2 separate regions of the Callithrix jacchus genome follow, and region 1 is linked to region 2. A link is a contact called in public Hi-C data. All regions are on one chromosome and are shown on one strand. The core of a region is the stretch at or near the end of the contact, and the rest is flanking DNA. Distances in the headings are between cores, read along the strand shown. Region 1 overlaps CCDC13 (coiled-coil domain containing 13). Region 2 overlaps SEC22C (SEC22 homolog C, vesicle trafficking protein).

Region 1 (6,504 bases), core at 2,332-4,831, 200 kb after region 2:
ATGCTAGTGTGGAAGACAGATCCAAGTATACTGGGTCTGGAAAGTTCCATGGGCCCCCGAGGCTCTGGGCAGCCCAGCTGAAAACCAGTGGCCCAAGAAGCTAGACAGGGACACCTGGTCCAGAAACCCCGGCCTCACCCAGTGTCCTCATCTATGGAATGGGTAAAAAAACGCTTCCCTGCTTCGCTTCCTCCGAGCACCACCATCAGGCTAAAGAGAACAGCCAACGTGAACAGAATGTGCCAACTGGGAACTTATATGAAACATAAGCATATTTATGTTCTGTGTTCTTCCTTCTGTCTGGCTGCCTGCCATCCCTGCGCACTCTGTTGGGTGCCTGCCTCTTCTCCTGTTAAATGTGTGGCTTTGAATCTGCCCTGGGTTGGGAAGCAACCCCCCTCCAGCCCGTACCACGCATCTGCCCTACCTGTCAGATCTCCTGTGCCATGAGCCCCAGTGGCCCTGACCTCCAGGGTGGCCTGATCTTGGGTTGACACTGACCTCAGAGGTGACCCTGACCTTGGGAGTGACCCTGACCTTAGGAGTGACCCTGATCTTGGGGGTGACCCTGACCTCGGGGGTGGCCTGACCTCGGGGGTGACCCTGATCTCGGGGGTGACCCTGACCTCGGGGGTGACCCTGACCTCGGGGGTGACCCTGACCTTGGGGGTGACCCTGACCTCGGGGGTGACCCTGACCTCGGGGGTGACTCTGATCTCGGGGGTGACCCTGACCTCGGGGGTGACCCTGACCTTGGGAGTGACCCTGATCTTGGGGGTGACCCTGACCTTGGGAGTGACCCTGATCTCGGGGGTGACCCTGACCTCAGCAGTGACCCTGATCTTGGGGGTGACCCTGACCTCGGGGGTGGCCTGACCTCGGGGGTGACTCTGATCTCGGGGGTGACCCTGACCTTGGGAGTGACCCTGATCTTGGGGGTGACCCTGACCTCGGGGGTGGCCTGACCTCGGGGGTGACCCTGATCTCGGGGGTGACCCTGACTTCAGGAGTGACCCTGATCTTGGGGTTGACACTGACCTCGGGGGTGACCCTGATCTCGGGGGTGACCCTGACCTTGGGAGTGACCCTGATCTTGGGGGTGACCCTGACCTTGGGAGTGACCCTGATCTCGGGGGTGACCCTGACCTTGGGAGTGACCCTGATCTCGGGGGTGACCCTGACCTTGGGGGTGGCCTGACCTCGGGGGTGACCCTGATCTCGGGGGTGACCCTGACCTCAGGAGTGACCCTGATCTTGGGGGTGACCCTGACCTTGGGGGTGACCCTGACCTTGGGAGTGACCCTGACCTTGGGAGTGACCCTGATCTTGGGGGTGACCCTGATCTCGGGGGTGACCCTGACCTCGGGGGTGACCCTGACCTTGGGAGTGACCCTGATCTTGGGGGTGACCCTGACCTCAGGGGTGGCCTGACCTCGGGTACCAAGGGCCCTGGGAATACATGTACATCCATGTGGCTGCCATGAGCTCACAGGGTCTCTTGGATCTGATCAGAGCATGGAAAAAGGGCAGGCGGTGCTGGCTGTAGAACGCGGGCCCTGCCCAATCCTCCTTTTCTCATCTGTAAAATGGGGCCATGTAATCCAACCTCAGGGAACCTGTGAGGGTTGCTAAGATAATGCACATCAAGGGTGCTGTCTGGGGCAGCTGATGGAGGGCAATGCTGGCAGGCCTCGCCTAGTTGAGTGGGCAGTGGGCAAGGGGGCTGAGGGCCAGGTGGTGCTCTGGAGGGGACTAGGTCAGGCCCCATCCTCCTGGCTCAGGCAGCTGAGCTAATCCTACCTCCAAACCACTTGAGAGCTTTCTGCCAAGAGTGAAATTCCACAGGCTTTGTGGGGGATCTGCATATGGGCACACTCCCTCCCCTACCCCAGGCTGTTTTCTTTGAGGGAATAACTAAAACGCAGTCCACGGGGAGCAGACGACGCCATCGTGCTCACATCACGGCCTCCCGAAGCCCCAAGCAGAGGCAAGCGTGTTCGGCTCCACTGGAATGTGCTTTGGAGGCTCGGGCTGGAGCGTGGACTGAGCCTGCATGCCCCTGGAGTGGAGCAGCCTTCTGAGGGGAACATTGCTTTCGCTCTCGCTCTGACTGGGAGATGACAGGGACAGGGACAGTGCATGACGCTGACGAATCCAGACACAGCCCATCACACACTTTCTCTCCAAACCTGGAACCTCCCGGGCTCCCTGTGGCCACAGAGTAGTCAGAACTCCTGCTCCAGCTGCCATTCAAGGGCTCCCTCTGTGGGTGACTTCACCCCAGCTTTTTTGGCTTACATTCCCCTTTCCCCTTGTGAGCTCTGGGCTGCAGTCAAGTGTTCACCAGCGGACCCTCAGCTCACCTTCCCCAGCTTCCTTCTCCAGTAAGGCCAGCTCAGGGTCACCCTCCTCCGTCCCAGCTTCCAGCTGCAGCCTTAATGGAGGGTGGAGTCCTCCGTGAGCTCAGAGCACTGGGGCCATCTCTGAAGGCCCTCTCCACATCCCAGCTTCCAGTGACTCCTCATTCCTCCTCTGGGATTCTCCATAGACAGAGCCTCACTCTGTAACCCAGGCTGGAGTGCAGTGGTGCGATCTTGGCTCACTGCAGCCTCCACCTCCTGGGTTCAAGTGATTCTCCTGCCTCAGCCTCCCGAGTAGCTGGGACTACAGGCGCACACCACCATGCCCAGCTAATTTTTATACTTTTGGTAGAGATGGTGTTTCACCATGTTGGCCAGGCTGGTCTTGAACACGTGACCTCAAGTGGCTTACCCACCTCAGCCCCTCAAAGTGCTGGGATTCCGGGCATGAGTGGCCAAGCCCAGCCGAGGCTGTTTTGATTCCCTGTGTCGCAGGGCTTAGAAAGTCCCATCAGGCTCAACATCAGCTTCCTATCCAGGGCAGCTCTAGCTGGGGTCGTGGGGGTGCCCAATACTCGGAATAGACCAGGGGCAGCTTAGCAGTGTCCCCTGGAGCCAGGAAAGGGCCTGAAGAATACTCAGTCCAGCCCCGAGGAGGGCAGAGCCCCTCTGCTGCCTCCCCAGCAATGAGGCAGGTTTACATAAGACTAGACTTGAGGAGGTGCATTCACCCAGAGCCTGAGGGACCCATTGCTGCACACGGAGGACTGCACTGTCCTCAAGGAAGCCAGTGGCAATCCGATCCTGAGGTGCAGGCAGCAGGGCAGACGGGTTAGAAAACAGGCAGCAAACCTCGAGTCCTGGGCTCAGCCGCCTCTCCCAGGAAGACCCCCGGGAAGCCTCCTGGAATGTGACTTACACTCTGATACCATTTACTGCCTGGCCTGAGGACAAAGCGACGCAGTAGGTCAGACTGCTTCCTCTCATGGAGCTGCAGTTCCCGCCTCCTGCAGTTCACGAACTGTTCCCTGGTTTATAAAACGGGCTGTGGGGGACAAGTCCCCATTTCCAACAGCCACTTTGGCTGTGTAGATTTGGAGCTCCGCCAAAGGGGGAGTGCTGATGATATAATTCACCACCCTCCTAAAGAACAGGACGCCACTGGGCAGCGGTGAGCTCCCTGTCCCTGCAGTCAGGTGGAGGCTGCATGTGTCCCCAGTGAGGGTGCCGGACAGGAGATGGCCGGGAGGTCAGCTGGACCAGGCCTTCCCTCCTGATCCCGAGGCTCTAGGGTTCCAGGATTCTCAGGCTCCTCCCAGCCTTCCTTTCTAGAGACAGAGCTGGAGAGTCACCCTCCATGGCGTCTGACAGGACATTCTTGGCCTCAGGCCACAGACTCGGTACTGCCCTCTGCCGTCTGCTCGAGGATGCAGCAATGGTAGCCCATGGATGGGCAGCTGGCTCGGCAGTGGGAGGGGGTGGGAGTGGGCTCTGGGTGGAGGTACCTACACACCGGTGGAGGAGGCGGCCCAGGCTGGTGGCTGCCTCGCAGACTCCCCAGCACAGAAGAGAATCGTACCAATGCTCTGTCTCCCGTCTGCGTCCTCGGCGGCTTGGCCCCCGCGTCAGCGGCCCCCTTGGCTGGCGGCCTGGTCAGGGCTGACTGCAGCTGAAAAAGCAAACCTCACACTTCATACTCTGCTCAGCAATTGTGCAGCCCAAAGAACGCACTCTGGTGCCACCGTGTGTGTGGTGACCTATTTTGGTGGTGCGTCCTTTCAGCTCACTTTCGGGTCACTCATGGAAGGGCTCTCCTTTAGAAAGCACTCTGGAATGGAGAGGGTTTACCTGGCCGTCTGGCCCACTCCCTAGCTGCACCGTAAGAGCAGCCCAGGGGCTCACGAACAGCTTAATAGATAACGCTTCACTCATCATCTGTCTCCTGGAGTTCCAACCACAGCCTAGGAGGCGGGGCATAAAAAATGATGGATTTCAGGTTCCAGATGAACAGATGAGGCCAGAGGCACCGTGAAGCCTGCTGGAGTGCCGCGGCTTTGGATTTAAAGTGCGGCACCAGCACACACTGTGGATCTGAGAAAGCCTCGTAACCTTCCAGCTCAGCCCTTCCAGCTACCTATGGAGAAGCTGGGAAGGTTCCCTCTTGCCCATGCTGGGAGTCCCCTCCAGAGGGAGAATGGCCAAGGCCCCTCACCTCCCGCTCCAGCTCCTGGATGCGATTGGTCAGCTGCTTCACTCTGGTTTTTGCACCCTCTGATTCTGCCATCAACACCCGGTTCTTTTTTGATAGCTCCACAATTTTGGTGGCGACCATGTCTCCAGCTACACCAGCTGTCCCTAAAAAGAAGGGAATGGTGAGGTCAATTAAGACATCAAACTCATCAAAACGAAAAAAAATAAAAAAGAAACACTGCCTGCTCCACCTAGCTCTGTGGAGTCAAGAGTATGGAGTACATAAAGAAATACTCTACCTGGAGATAAAAAATAAATAAAAATAAATAAATAAATAAAAACATCAAACTCACGCCCCACCACCAACAGCACCAGGGTCTTGAAATCTGAAGCTGCTTGGCATGGAGGCTCATGAGGGGCACTGGCTTAGGAGGGGCACCACACACCTAGCAGCCCTGGGACCCAACTCCCATGAGCGGAAATGCAGCCACTCAGAGGTTCAGCATGTTCTAGGAAAATTATAAAAGCAGAAAGCAGAGTTTTCCTTCTGTGAGAGTCGGGTTTACCACTCCAGCGCTTCATGGCATCCTCAGTGATAGGGTTACGTCCATATCCCTGTAACGCTGCTGTGCCCTCTGATGCGTAGGGTGCAGTCCCCTTGGCCCTTCTATGACTCTGGGCTCAGCCACGTGGCTTGCTTTGGCCAAAGGCATGTGAACAGATCAGGTGCAGGTAAGGCAGAGGCGCGAAAAGCACTCGTGCGGTTAAACTCGCTGGTTTGCTTAGGCCCTCCGCACAGGAAGAGCATATCTGGCTGCTGGTCTCAAGAGTAAGAAAAGTCCGGGCGTGGTGGCTCAAGCCTGTAATCCCAGCACTTTGGGAGGCCGAGGCGGGTGGATCACAAGGTCAACAGATCGAGACCATCCTGGTCAACATGGTGAAACCCGTCTCTACTAAAAATACAAAAAATTAGCTGGGCATGGTGACGGGTGCCTGTAATCCCAGCTACTCAGGAGGCTGAGGCAGGAGAATTGCCTGAACCCAGGAGGCGGAGGTTGCGGTGAGCCGAGATCGTGCCATTGCACTCCAGCCTGGGTAACAAGAGCGAAACTCCGTCTCAAAAAAGAGTAAGAAGAGTCACTCAAGGAACCAACCTAGCCAGCCTGGCCTATATCAGCCAATCCCCAGCCAACCCCCGGTGTCTAAGCTAAATAAATGCTGACTGCTGCCGAGATCGCGTGGTTGTTTCTTTTTTCTTTTCTTTTTTTTTGAGACGGAGTTTCGCTTGTTACCCAGGCTGGAGTGCAATGGCACGATCTTGGCTCACTGCAACCTCCGCCTCCTGGGTTCAGGCAATTCTCCTGCCTCAGCCTCCTGAGTAGCTGGGATTACAGGCACGCGCCACCATGCCCAGCTAATTTTTTGTAATTTTTAGTAGAGACGGGGTTTCACCATGTTGGCCAGGATGGTCTTGATCTGTTGACCTCGTGATCCACCCGCCTCGGCCTCCCAAAGTGCTGGGATTACAGGCTTGAGCCACCGCGCCTGGCCCGCGTGGTTGTTTCTTATGCAGTTTGGTGGTGACACGTATTCAATACAAAGGCATACATTCATTTAGCAAATATTTGTTTTCTATCAAGTGCTGGGTCCTCTTGGTATTATGGATTCCATAGTGGATAAAAAAGACTCATGGAGTTTACATTCAAGGAGGGAAGACAGATAATTTAAAACATCAAAGAAATAACTATATATTCTAATACATAGGAGGAATACGTGTTGGGAAATCTGCTGGAGTTGGGCAAGGGGTAAGAATGAGGGAGGTGACGCTATTTTAGATGGACTGGCCGGGAAAGGCTCTCTGAGGAAGTGACGTGTGAACAGACACCTGAATGAATGAAGTGAGAGTGTTCTCACCTAGGAAGGACACTGTAAGCAGAGGAGATGTAGGTACAAA
Region 2 (5,916 bases), core at 1,236-3,735:
TCTCTGTCTCTGTCTCTCTCTCTCTCTCTCTCTATATATATATAATATATCTATACGTATATATACATATAGATACAATATATCTATACATATATATACGTATAGATATAATATATATATATACATATTTACGTATAGATATATTATATATTCACATATACCCGTGTATATGTGTATATGTATACTATATATATACACATATATGTGTATATATATATATTTTATATGTGTATATATATAATACAAATCTATACAGTTCAATAAGTAACTTACAGAAAAGAGAATGAATCTTCTTTATAACATTTAAACTTATAGTTCTGTCAGAACAACTTGGACTTAATAAATAAATAAATAGATAAAATTTAAAAATAACAAACTTGCCAGGCACAGTGGCTCACGCCTGTAATCTCAGCACTTTGGGAGGCCGAAGCAGGCGGATCATGAGGTCAGGAGTTCAAGACCAGCCTGTCCAATATGGTGAAACACCATTTCTACTAAAAAATACAAAATTTAGCCGGACATGGTGGCACATGCCTACAGTCCCAGCTACTTGGAAGGCTGAGGCAGGAGAATCACTTGAACCCAGGAGGCAGAGGTTGCAGTGAGCCAAGATTGTTCCACTGCACTCCAGGCTGGGTGACAGAGTGAGACTCTACCTCAAAAATTAATAATAATAATAATAATAATAATAAACTTGTAGATTTCATCCTAATTAAAAAAATAACCTGCCAGCTGGACATGGTAGTTCACACCTATAATCCCATCATTCTGAAAGGCCGAGGTGGGAGGATGATGGCTTGAGCCCAGGAGTTCGAGGCCAGCCTGGGAGGTAACATAGGAAACCTTGCCTCTATTTAAAAAAAAAAAAAAAAAGAAGAAGAAGAAAAAGAAAAGAAAAGATCCTGCCAAATCACTCTTCAGCTCCTGATTTTCATCACAATAGCCTCCCTCAAACCAATCCACTGTCTTAACAGTCAATTTTTTTCTTTTTTGAGACAGGTTCTCATTCTGTCACCCAGGCTAAAGTGCAGTGGCTCACAATCATGGCTCACTGCAGCCTTGACTTTCTGGGCTCAGGTGATTCTCCCACCTCAGTCTCTGGAGTAGCTGGGACTACAGGCACAAGCCACCACCTCTGGCTACTTTTTTGTATTTTTGACAGAGATGGCGTTTCTCCATGTTGCCCAGGCTGGTCTCGAACTCTGGGACTCAAGTCATCTGCCTGCCTTGGCCTCCCAAAGTGCTAGGATTACAGGCGTGAGCCTTCGCACCTGGCCTGTAGTCAAATTTTTATAACAGCCACCAAGAAACAGGATTGGTCCATATTTTTCTCAGCACATTTTATGCCACTCCTTCTCCCCAAAAAACAGCTTTCTAGCAAAAAAAAAAATAAATAAAATCAATGTCCATTTGAAAGACACAGTATCACTTCATCAACATCAGGGAACGGCAAGCTTACCAGGCTCCAAGTGCATCGGTGTGTGGCCGTTCATCACCCCATTTGCCACATCTGTGTCCTCCAGAGTGAGAACCACTGGAGGCTGCGACCTGAGCTCCTCATGAATTTTTTGCAGGCTGCTCTCCATCTGAGAGGAACTTACACAGTTAAAATGCCACTTCATTTTCTGAATGATGCTGTCTGCAAAAAGAGAGCCACACAAGTTCAGCATTTTCATCAGAATGGATATTATTAGACAATATGTACTAAATGAAGTTCACATTTCTTTTTTTGAAGATAGTCTCACTGCTGACCACTATGGGGTCTAATGCAGTGGCGTGATCACAACTCACTGCAGCCTTGACCTCCTGGGCTCAAGTGATTCTCCCACCTCAGCCTCCCAAGTAGCTGAGACCACAGATGTGTGCCACCATACCTGGCTAATTTTTTTCATTTTTAAATTATTTTTCTGTAGAGACAAGTTCTCATTATATTGCCCAGGCTGGTCTTGAACTCCTGAGCTTTGAGTAGCAATGCTCTCAGGCAGGGATCAACAAAATTTTCTTACAGTGCCAGTTAGTAAATATTTTAGGCTGCTGGCTACATGGTCTCTGTCACAACTCAACTCTGCCGTCATAGGGCAAAAGCAGCCACAGACAACATGTAAATGAATGAGCATAGCCATGTTCCACTTTTATTTACAAAACAGGTGGCTGGCAGCTGGCCTAAGGGCCAGCATTTGCTGACACCAGCCTCAGAGAGCTGTGGATTATAACCAACCCATTTCAGCCTGCCTCCACCCTGGCCCAGGCTCTGTGGAGATGAAAAGCCAGAGTGTTAAACCCTGAAGCTTTCCAGTCCACTTCAATCGCTATGAAATCCCACGGTACAAGTCTGTTCTTCAGTGACATGTTTGCATCTCCAATGGTTTTCCTGATGGTCAAAGCCAAACCTAAACTGTAAATTCTACACATATAACAACATGGGTGAGAACAATAAATATGAAAGAAGATTACAAACCAAACTCAAGAAAAGCGTATGGCCTGGAGGCTAGGCCAATGCAGGTGGTGTCATAGGAAGCCGTGAATTCCCACCACAGCGTCTCCAGGAAGCAGAAGGCCATGGCTGCTGGGCACTGGCAGGAGCAGATAGCCATGCAGGCCACGTCTCCGAAAGAAGAAAAACTGAAACAAAAGGGCAACATCTGCATTACCAGGACACAGAGCCACGAACTCCCGCCCCACACCCAGACACAACCTGACGCCAGTCCTGCACTTGCGTGGCTTTAAACAGTCTTGCAGCTGTTTGTTGTGCGTGTATTGTCTCTCCAGTTTAACCTATTCCTGAGACTGTCTTTCTTCCGCTTTCTTTAAAATGTCTCGCAGTCTTAGCCAGTGACAGCCGGTGATCACTCTTATTTATTCATGCATGAGGAATGCATATTCTATTAGGGGAATTAGCCTCAGACTTCTCCACATCTATTGAGAAAATGTTTTTCTTCTTTAATCTACATCAATAGAGTTCCTAATATTAAATCATCCTGGCATCCTAAAATAAGCTTGTTGGATGTAAGTTCCTACATATTCATAAACACACAACTGCTGGATTTCGTTTGCTAACATTTTAATTGGGACTTTTGAGTCTATGCAAATAAGACTAGCCTATGATTTTCCTTTCTTGTGCTGTCTCCATCCGGCTGTGGTATTTAGATTATTCTGGTCTCATGAAATAAATGCAGGGCTTTTCTTCTTTTTCTACTCCCTTTTGGGCTGTCATACTATACTGCAAGCTCAGGGGCTGGGGACTCTAGGTCACCTATCTGTGTCTACTGACTCCTGCTCACTGTGGGACGTCTCCTCTGGTGTTTTGTCACACTTTGCTGAGAGCTCGTCCCTGCAGGATTCCTTTCTGTGAGTGTCCCCTGAGGCCCGAGTTGTGGCACACATCCTCCAGGGTGGTTCTGCATTTGCTCCGGCCGCCTAGCAGAGCAGTGTCATCACTCTGGGACCAATACCGATATTTCAACCTTGGCTTAGGAATTCCTAGACTTTGGTGAGTAAAAACTCCAACTTCAGCCTTTTACCAGGCACAGGAACATTTCAATTTCTTAGGTGAAATTGACTTTTCCTTCCCATGCAAAGCCAAGTAGAGGTAAGTCACCCTGTATCCATGGGCAAACTACTTCTCTCACCTATCATCACTTCATTAGGTCGTGGCATGACAAGAACTTTCCTTTATACAAGGGTCTTTTTTTTCTCACTCTGTCACCCAGGCTAGAGTGCAATGGCACAATCTCAGGTCACTGTAGCCTCCACCTCCCAGGCTCAAGCCATCCTCCTACCTCAACCTCCCAAGTAGCTGGGACAATAGGTGTGCACCACCACACCCAGCTAACTTTTTGTTTTTGTAGAGATGGGGTCTCGCCATGCTGCCCAGGCTGGTCCCAAACCACTGGGCTCAATCTGCCTAACTCAACCTTCCGAAGTGCTGGGATTACAGGCGTGACCCACTGCACCCAGCCACAAGAGTCTTGTTCTGACACTCCACCCTATGTAAGCCCAAACCAAGCCCCAATTTTGCTGTGACTGAATGCCCAGGAGCCTCAGTGTCCACGTACACACTTACTACCCTAATATTCTGCTTTCCTTTTATTTCTAGCATCTTAAGTTTTCTTTCTTTCAAGCTTAAGTACACATTTAAAGTAATTGCTGATATATATTTACCCTCATTTCCGGGTGTTTTCAGCAGGAGGTTTTTAGGTTATGTTGTTCTACCACCTTTTTGAAACTGTAACTCCCTATATAAAAACTTTTCCAATGGGAAAAAATAGATGACTCTCCTCCTTATGGAAGAAATCCTTTAGAAGGGTCTAGGCCACTCTATGATGGAGGCGTTTCCATATGAAAGAGACCTCTGCTGTGGGCTGAATGAGTCCCCACAAAAAGATTTATTGATGTCCTAACTCAAAGAAATAGTCTTCAGGCTGGGCACAGTGGCTCACACCTGTAACTCTAGCACTTTGGGAGGCCAAGGTGGGTGGATCACCTGAGGTCAGGAGTTCAAGAGCAGCCTGGCCATCAGGGTGAGACCCCATCTTTAAAAAAAAAAAAAGAACTAGTCTTCGAAGATGTAACCAAGATAAAATGAAGTCATACTGAATAGGGTGGGCCCTCATGTGATGACTGGTGTCCTTATAAGAAAGGAAACTTGGACACAGAGACAGAGGGAAGAAGACCATGCAACCATGGAGACAGAGACGGCAGTAAGGCATCTACAGCCCACGACTGGCAGAAAGCAGCAGAGGCTTGGGAAGGATTATTCCTTCAAGTTTGCAGAGGGGACATGGCCCTGCGGTACCTGCGACAGAATAAGTTCTGTTGTCTGAAGCCAGTTTGTTATGGCAGCCTTAGGAAACTAACACAATGCCTTAAGTATTAAAAGCTATAGCACTGCCCACCTGTAAGAAAAGAAAGTCTGTTTCCTCTGTGAAAATAATGGTAAATATTTAATTCAAAATTACAAATGAGTAAAAAATTTTTATTCCTTTTTCCAAAAAAGCTACTGAAGTACCCAGGATTTAATTCTTAAGTCTTAAACTTCTCTTTTCTGTGAAGAATAGCCTTTAACAGAGGAAAGGCTTCCTATCTGCAGTACAGCACAAATCAGTTAATCACTGCACAGGACAGAAGAGACCTTCAAGAAAGCCATGTTCCGGTACTCAGAGAAAGGGGCTGCATCTGGGGGCAGGTGCAGCTCAGTGTTTGCTCCCAAACAGCCAGAGCCCATACTATCGGGTGACAGATGCATGTGCCTATTATTTGTCACCCTCTTCAGGACGTGGCCCTTCGAGATTGACATTATCACCTGCCTGGTGTCAGGCCTGGACTTTTCCTTTTGTTTTTATAATTCTGAGACTGAATTCCCCTAAAAGGACCTCGGCTTAGCAGATCAACTAAAAATGTACTATTCAAGGAGAATACAAGGGACCAGCACAGGGACTCATAACTATAATCCCAGGGCTCTGGAAGGCCAAGGCGGGAGAGTCACTTGAGCCCAGGAGTTCAAGACCAGCCTGGGCAACATGGCAAGACCCTGTCTAAAAAATAAATTAGCTAGGTGTAGTGGTGTGTACCTGTAGACTCAGCTACTTGGGAGGCTATCTATCAATCAATCTATCTGTCTAATCTACCTATCTATCTAGAGACAGAGTTCCAACTACTTTGGAGGCTGAGGTGTGAACATGGTTCACTGTAGCCTCAACCTCCTGGGCTTGAGCAATCCTCCCACCTCATTCTCCCAAGTAGCTGGAACTACAGGTGCACCCTACCACACCTGGGTAATTTTTAAAGTTTTTTATAGAGATGGGGTCTCATCATATTGCCCAGGCTGGTCTTGAACTCCTGGGCTGAAGCAATCCTACCACCTCAGCCTCCCAAAGTGCTGGGATTACAGGCATGAACCTGTGCCCAGCAGAGACC

What was found. A called contact is a pair of places that touch in the nucleus more often than the background predicts.
Region 1: a contact with region 2 is called in a Hi-C map of skeletal muscle, with 4 times the contacts expected there. The contact joins two enhancer-like sites. A contact is called at or near these places in 2 of 3 Hi-C or Micro-C datasets (both in skeletal muscle).

Annotation. Positions count from the first base shown.
Region 1 is chr17:80,504,815-80,511,318 of calJac240_pri, forward strand. CCDC13 (coiled-coil domain containing 13) reads right to left here. Exons shown (of 17, transcript XM_078354784.1): 5 at 4,573-4,715; 6 at 3,940-4,029. The coding sequence starts at 4,692. Among named protein-coding and RNA genes, the nearest start is that of CCDC13, 27 kb to the right of the region's middle. Within about 2 kb of position 3,582, at least 8 of the 16 cell types and tissues checked have an H3K27ac peak or open chromatin away from gene starts, as enhancers often do. A contact at or near this core is called in skeletal muscle, where this site is marked.
Region 2 is chr17:80,306,111-80,312,026 of calJac240_pri, forward strand. It overlaps SEC22C (SEC22 homolog C, vesicle trafficking protein), which reads right to left. Exons shown (of 7, transcript XM_035278645.3): 3 at 2,459-2,622; 4 at 1,460-1,639. Among named protein-coding and RNA genes, the nearest start is that of SEC22C, 18 kb to the right of the region's middle. Within about 2 kb of position 2,486, at least 2 of the 16 cell types and tissues checked have an H3K27ac peak or open chromatin away from gene starts, as enhancers often do. A contact at or near this core is called in skeletal muscle, where this site is marked.